Linked DNA regions of Mus musculus: region 1 is linked to region 2. A link is a contact called in public promoter capture Hi-C data. All regions are on one chromosome and are shown on one strand. The core of a region is the stretch at or near the end of the contact, and the rest is flanking DNA. Distances in the headings are between cores, read along the strand shown.

What was found. Promoter capture Hi-C pulls out the DNA fragments that hold promoters and counts their contacts.
Region 1: a contact with region 2 is called in a promoter capture Hi-C map of the HPC-7 cell line. The contact joins the enhancer-like site here to the promoter of Slc25a35 in region 2. A contact is called at or near these places in 2 of 39 promoter capture datasets (the HPC-7 cell line and macrophages), 2 of 484 Hi-C or Micro-C datasets (the C10 cell line and brown adipocytes), 2 of 115 datasets of contacts at active chromatin or transcription factors (bone marrow-derived macrophages and embryonic limb bud) and 3 of 9 other capture datasets (adipose tissue, liver and pancreatic islet).

The regions. Positions count from the first base shown.
Region 1 is chr11:68,833,896-68,837,684 of GRCm38.p6, reverse strand. Ndel1 (nudE neurodevelopment protein 1 like 1) reads left to right here. Exons shown (of 9, transcript NM_023668.3): 6 at 1,362-1,535. Among named protein-coding and RNA genes, the nearest start is that of Ndel1, 17 kb to the left of the region's middle. Within about 2 kb of position 2,489, at least 4 of the 459 cell types and tissues checked have an H3K27ac peak or open chromatin away from gene starts, as enhancers often do. A contact at or near this core is called in the HPC-7 cell line, where this site is marked.
Region 2 is chr11:68,966,752-68,970,152 of GRCm38.p6, reverse strand. It overlaps Slc25a35 (solute carrier family 25, member 35), which reads right to left and starts at 2,022. Exons shown (of 5, transcript NM_028048.2): 1 at 1,116-2,022. The coding sequence starts at 1,490.

The sequences.
Region 1 (3,789 bases), core at 1,240-3,739, 130 kb after region 2:
GCTGTTGTGGATATAGATTGCATATATCAGTTTGTAATTCTATTTTTACTTTTTTGATCTCAAAAGTGAAATAACATATAGTATCCTTTGTTTTGTTTTTGCTTTTCTTTTTTTTTTTTCAAGACAGGGTTTCTCTGTGTAGCCCTGGCTGTCTTGGAACTTCCTCTGTAGCTCATGCTGGTCCCAAACTCACAGAGGTCTGCTTGCATCTGCCTTCCAAGTGCTGGGCTTAAAGGCATGCGCCACTGCCGTCTGGCCTGTTTTTCTTTTTCTGCAATAGGGTCTTTCTGCATAGCCCTGGCTATCCTGGAACTTTCTGTGTAGACAAGGTTGGCTTTGAATTCTCAGAGATTTGCCTCTTTATATCCTTTTTCTTTTAACATATGAAGATATTTTCAGGGTAGGTATATAATTGGAAATATTAAAAATTCAGTATTGAAAAATGATTTCATAGTGGTAGTTTAAAAAATCTGAGATGTGGTAATGCATGCCTTTAAACCTGGTATACTGGAAACAAAAACAGTTGCATCTTTGCAAGTTTGAGGCCAGCCTCATCTACATAGAGAATTCCAGGCCTACCAGAACTGTATAGTGAGATCTTGTTTAAACCAAATAATAAAAAAATAAAAAAAACTATAAAACTTTGTAAAGCTTCATTGGCATTTGGTAGTAATCTTCACGGCAACTGCATATGCACAGTTGGTTAGGGATGTCCCGTGTTACTTAGTTTCTCTGTGAGTTCTAGTTGTGTCTTTTTTTTTTAAGATTTATTATTTTATTTGTGTATATGTATATGCCACTTATGTGCAGGTGCCTGCAGAGGCCAGAAGAGGGTATCAGATGCTCTTGGAGCTAGAGTTATAGGCATCCGTCTGACATGGATTGGGAACTAAACTTGTCCAGTGGAAAAGCCATCTCTTTAGCCCTCACTGCTCAATTTCTTTTTACCTTTGGGCATAATACTGTTCTCTGAGAGGTTATAGCATTTTAAAATTCTTTCTTTTAAATTATTTTTATTTTGTGTGTGTGTGTGTTGTGTGCGTACACTAGCCACTGTGGAAGTCAGAGGACATCTTGTAGGGGTTGGTTCTCTCAGTCTCCCATGTCTGTCTCAGGGATGGAACTCTGGTTGTCAGGTCTGGAAACAAGTGCCGTAACTACTAAGCCATCTCACTACTTTGTATTTTTAAGTTCTAGGGGAGTTCACATTTTGTTAAAGAGATAAAAATTTTTAGATAGGAAGCTTGTTTTGAGAACTAGTAACATAGGAGGAATGTTTATATGATGTTTTTGTTGGGACTTGCAGGGTATATTTGCTCCCTCTAATGAGGATTCCTGCTTTTGTTTGCGACATTTTGCAGATTTAAGGCAAGAACTAGCAGTTCGGGAACGACAACAGGAAGTGACCCGCAAGTCTGCCCCCAGCTCTCCAACTCTGGACTGTGAGAAGATGGATTCTGCGGTCCAGGCTTCACTCTCCTTGCCTGCAACGCCTGTTGGGAAAGGCACAGAAAACAGTTTTCCTTCACCAAAAGGTTTGTATTTTCTCTTGAAGGCCATGTTAGATGATCAGTTTCAAATGTATTTGCTGGTGTAGCAGAGCTGCTACAGTTCTGCGTGAACGGCAGTTTACAAGTTACTGTAGTATCCAGGAAGCAGAGGAAGGATGGGCTTTCCAGGTCACTGATCTGTCGCAGTGGGATGGTGTCTGCGCTCAACACAAGAGCAGCTTAAGTAAAAGTTTTAAAAAGTTAAAAAGTTTTTAAGTTTTAGATTTTATTTTTAAGACCTTATTTTGGTTATTATAGAAATATATGTTCATGCAGATTCCTTCTTCCTCCCCCCTCCCTCCCCCCTCCCTCCCTCCCTCCCTCCCTCCTTCCCTCCCTCCCTTCTTTCTGTCTGTCTGTCTGTCTGTCTGTCTGTCTCTGTCTATCTCTCTGTCTGTCTGTCTGTCTGTCTTTGTCGGGCCTGGGTATTGAACCTAGAGCTCTGTGTTTGCTTGGCAAAAGGTACTGACACTGATCTATATTCTCAGTTCCATGTAGTAAATTTAAATTTGAAAGTACAAAAAAAGATAAGTTTTACAAGTGTTTTTTTTCTTCTTGATTTGAGTTATTTCTTATACATTTTTTTGCTACCATAGATTGGTGGTTAGTTTTGAGACACAGTCTCACCAAGCCTAGGATGGCCTGAAGATGACCTTGAATTAATTCCTGATCTTTGAGCCTCTCCCTCCCAGGTTCTGGGATTATAGGCATGTGCCATCACACCCAGAGTCTCGTATTAAGTTTTTTGGTCCTACCTAAATAATTATTTCTTGCTTTTGCCATTTAGTATGTCATAGAAAAACAGATACGAAGAGAACTTTGAGTTACTATCTAGATTGATAGAAGGTTGGCTCAAATAGAACATTCTGTTACTGGGTCTTGAACTGCCCACAAAGGTAACATGCAGGGGAACTGATAAGATTCTTCTTGTTTATTTAGTGTGTGTGTTAAATGCGCTTAATGAGGTGAAGCCTTCTGTGGCCAGCCTGAGAGCCTTGCAGCCTAACCCCAGAGCTTTCCAATCCCACTTGTTTAGGTAGTCAGCAGTTCATATCCCAGCTTCCACTGCCCCCCATGCCTTCCTGCCCTTCTCAAAATACATTTTATCCTCTAGAGTGAGAGGAGGTTCTCTGGGCAATTGGGACAGCATTTCCTGCATTTGTGCTGCTCAAGTAGCCAGAAGTGACTGTTAAACTTTATACTCATTTCAATGAACGGTGAAATTCAATTTGCTGTGTCAGTCACATTTCATTATTGAGAGTATTATCATGCTGACTACTGGTTTGGCACAGTATTTCTTTTATGTGTGTGTGTGTGTGTGTGTGTGTGTGTGTGTGTTTAGATTTAATTCATGTATGTGAGTACATTGTAGTTTTCTTCAGACACACCAGAACAGGGCATCGAATCCTGTTACAGATGGTTGTGAGCCACCATGTGGTTGTTGGGAATTGAACTCAGGACCTCTGGAAGTGCTCTTAACCACTGAGCTATCTATTCAGCCCCTCGGCACAGTATTCCTCTTACCTTCTCTTTGTCTTGCCTTTTCTTTTCTCTTTTCTTTCTTTTCTTTTTTCTTGAGATATGGTTTCACTCTGTAGCCCTGCCTGCCTTGGTACTTGTGAATGTGTGCATTCTTTCTCTCTACACACACTCACACACTCACACACACACACACACACACACACACCCCTCAGGCTGGTCTCAACCTCAGAGATCCCCCTGCCTATACTGTACCCATATACTGTACTCAGTTTGCCATATTTTTTTAGTTTTTTTCAATTGCAAGTAATTTTTTATACAATATTCTGATCATGTTTTCCCTCCCTCATCTCCTCCCAGACCTTCTCCGTCTCCCCACCCTTCCAACTCTATACTTTCTCTCTGTCTTAGGAAAACAGGGAAATTCAAACAAACAAGAATAAAACAAAACTAATGAACTAACAAGAAAAACAAAAAGAGCAAGAGAAATACATACATATGCAGACACACACCCATCCCGTAAAATACAAAACTAAAAATGGTAATGTACAAGCAAAAGACCAGAAAGGTTTAAAAAAAAAAAAAAAGCCAAAACAAAGCAACATGAGACCAGAAACACAAACACAAATACAAACAAACAAACAAAAACTACAAATACTTTTGGATTGGTTTGTGTTGGTCACCTGTGCTGTGAGCATAGGGCCTGCCTGTAAGTGTGGTGTGTCAGCCCTGTGAGATGCCCATGGAGACTAGCTTTTCC
Region 2 (3,401 bases), core at 773-3,272:
CTCTGGATCCAGGCTTCCAGCCCTTCACCATCTGATAACTCACAGGAGCAAGTTGTGAGAGTGTGTACAATTCTGTGATGCCCGGGACTTTCCTGACCTACACTTCGTGACGCCTGTTTCTCAGATTCCTCATCCTTCTACACAAAGTCAGCCCCAGGAATAAGACAGTAAAAGCTGCACTGGGCATGGTGGCACATATTGGTAATCAGAGCATCTGGGTGGCACAGGCAAGGAGGAGCAAGAGCTTCACGCCAGCTTGGGTTCCTAGTGAGTTTCCCATTAGCCTGGGTCATATAGCCAGGCTCTGCCTGTATCAAGGGAAAAGAGGGAAAGAGAGAGGGGAGAGAAAGGAGAGAGAGGAGAGAGAGGAAAGAGAGGAGAGAGAGGAGAGGGGGAGAGGGGAGAGAGAGAGAGGAGAGAGAGAGAGAGGAGAGGAGAGGAGAGGAGAGGAGAGGAGAGGAGAGGAGAGGAGAGGAGAGGAGAGGAGAGGAGAGGAGAAGAGAAGAGAAGAGAAGAGAAGAGAAGAGAAGAGAAGAGAAGAGAAGAGAAGAGAAGAGAGGAATATTGTCAGATGCCCACCATCTGCCGGGATCTATATGAACCCTTCATATGTACATCTCATGTGTCTCCTTCAGTCCTCTCAGCAACTTCACAAGAGTCTATAATTATTCCTGTCTTATCAACATGGCAACAATGAGTGCTAGGAAGTGTGATTCAAAGTTCAGTTGAATGCATACCGCTAGGATGCATACCTGTTAACTGAAGCACTGAGAAGACTCAGGGTGGACTGTAGTTAGAAGCCAGGCTGGGCTACAAGAGCAAGTGTTGATACTACAATATAGGGAGACCCTGCCTCAACAAACAAATGACACCCCAACTCAAAGGAGTTCTCCTTACGCTAAGTCTGTAATCTTCATCAACACATTGCAGAGTCTGTTGGGTGTCTGTGTATAAGGCAGATCAGAAGGCCTTGAAGCTTGCCAGCATTTTCCTGTGCCATTTTCTGCTTATGGGGCACAGCACCCTGTCACCAATGCCTTTGTAAAGGGCAGGCTCCCACCCTCTGCCAAAAGTCTTTTCTGAAAGCCCCAGACCAGACAGACCCCTCTTCTTACCATGTAGATTGGGCTTCCCAGATATGCTCCCATGACCCCAGCAAGGGCCCCAGCTGCGGCGCTGCGGACAGGACTGTGGGTGCCTTCATTAGTGTGCAGGTAACCCCGAGACTCTGCCAGCCCGTAGGTGCCCAGTCGGATGCCATTCATCAAGAACTGGTACAAGAGCGCAGGGCCCAGGCCCTTCTGCAGGGCAGCTAGGCCATCCACCTTGCCAATGGTGAAGAAGGCGTGGAAGACGTTTCGGTAGTGGCGCTGGTAGGTGCCTGGGGCCTGCAGTTCTCCCTGCAATTGCATTCTGGTCTTCACAACCTCCAAGGGATTGGTGAACACACAGGCTCCACAGGCTGCTACACCACTCATTAAGAAGTCCATGGTAAAGGTAGAAACAGCTTCAGAAAGCAGGGATGGATATGAACAACACCTGGCTCTTTGAAGCCCAGGCTGCAACAGGTAGAAATTTAAGAGAGCTAAATTGTCTGGGTCAAATGTCAAGAAGTCAAGTGAGGTTAGAGGGAGTTTGGGGATCAGAAGGTAGCAAAAGGAAAGAAAGAGGAGTGTAGTAGGGTATGGCAACAAGGCCCTGTTGACAAGGGAACTGAGATCAGGGAGGAGCAGAAGTTAGAAGCTGGCAGGTGGGAATGCCTAGGATGGGGGTACCAGAGCGTATCTTAGGAAAACGGAGTTACGAAATGGTAGCTGGAGAAGCAGGAAAAAGAAAAGCAACAACAGAAAAAGAATCAGAGGGAAAAGCCGAAGGTGGCTCGACAACAGCGAGAGGAGGGTTGTGAAAGAAGTTAGGATTCCGGCTAAGAATAAGCGTGGCAAAGTAGCTGCGGGAGCTAGAGCACCTTTACCCGAGGTAGTCTGCAGAGGCCGGGCGGCCACTCTCGGGTCCTTGGAACGCAGCGCCAATGGGGACTCTCCAAGAGCTGCAGCCGAGCGCCTCAGCCAATCAGCGAAGAGCCGGCTCAGCAGCCAATGGGAGGCGCTGCCATCGGCCGGGCCCTCGGCCTCAACTAAAACGGGTTGGGTTAACTCTCCTCGCCCCGGCTCCCAGGCCTGGCATTGGGAGGGTGCCGGAGGCGGGGAGATGTTTTTGGTTTTTGTTTTTGTTAATCACTGTCCAGGAACTGGGGTGGGCCGGGATGCAGAGGCTGAGCGCGGAGGGTTGGGCAGCGACTCCTGTGGGTGGCGGGCTCTCTGCGATCGTCCTCAATCCCAGGTCATCTCTGTTTGGGGTTTGCCTGACCGCAGACACGCCCAGCGCTGTTCGGATGCCAGGATAGTCCGGAAACTGCAGTCCCGCCCGCCGGGGCGATGGTACACACCTGCTGGACAGCACCCATCCCCTAAGGCCGAGTAAACTGTAGGGTCTAGTACCAGGGTGTGGCCAGCTGCGGGCGCCCAGGGAGGGAGGCCTGAAGGCCAGCCAGGGGAAAAAAAAAAAAAAAAACAAAACCTTGATCTTATTAAGCTCTTGATCGTCACAATGACCTAGAGGAGGCCGGGCAGGTCAAGACAAGGATTTCCATCTCCTCCTCAGCGAGGCTTAGGTTACAGAAACAGACTTGTTTCTTGTCCTTGCTTCATTCGTATGAATAATTATGAAAGAGCCCGGGGGGGGGGGAGGCTGGAAAAGAGCTTAAAGAGAAAGCTTGGAGAAAGAAGGTAGGAGTTTAGGTGGCGTCATTTGGGCGGCAGGAAGAAGCAGAGGGCTCACCTGAGTCAACTACCCTGCTTAGCGCTGAATTCCGGTTTATATTTTCCTTCCTACTATATAGATGACCGTGGGCAAGTTTCTTATCTTCTCAGGAACCCCTTGTAAAATGAGATAATATCTGTGGGACATACTCCAAAGGAGAGGTTGCCCTTGTGTTACACGCTCAGTAATTTACTGGGAAGTCTGGAGTTGACAGAACTCTTCCCACTTCCCCGAGGTCCCCGCAGCTTTCTTTGGTGACGTTCAGGTCAGGTTGAGCATCTTCTGATGGCTTTTCAAGTTGTCCCTATTCAGCCTCATTCTACTTTGTTCCTCAAACATACCTATTTTTAGGAATACCTCAAAAACATTCCTATTGTTCTTAGCTAGTGGTTAATTTCCCTACTTCACGATACTGGAAACTCTAGAAGCTTGGGGGTGGGAGAGAGGCAGATCTGAGTCTTAGGTTGTTTGCCAGACAACTTTGCTGTGTGTAGCCTTTAGGAGCCTCAAACTCAAAATCCTCCTGCCTCAGCATGTGGAGTGCTGAAGATTTCCAGCCTGCTGCCCTACTGGGTGACACC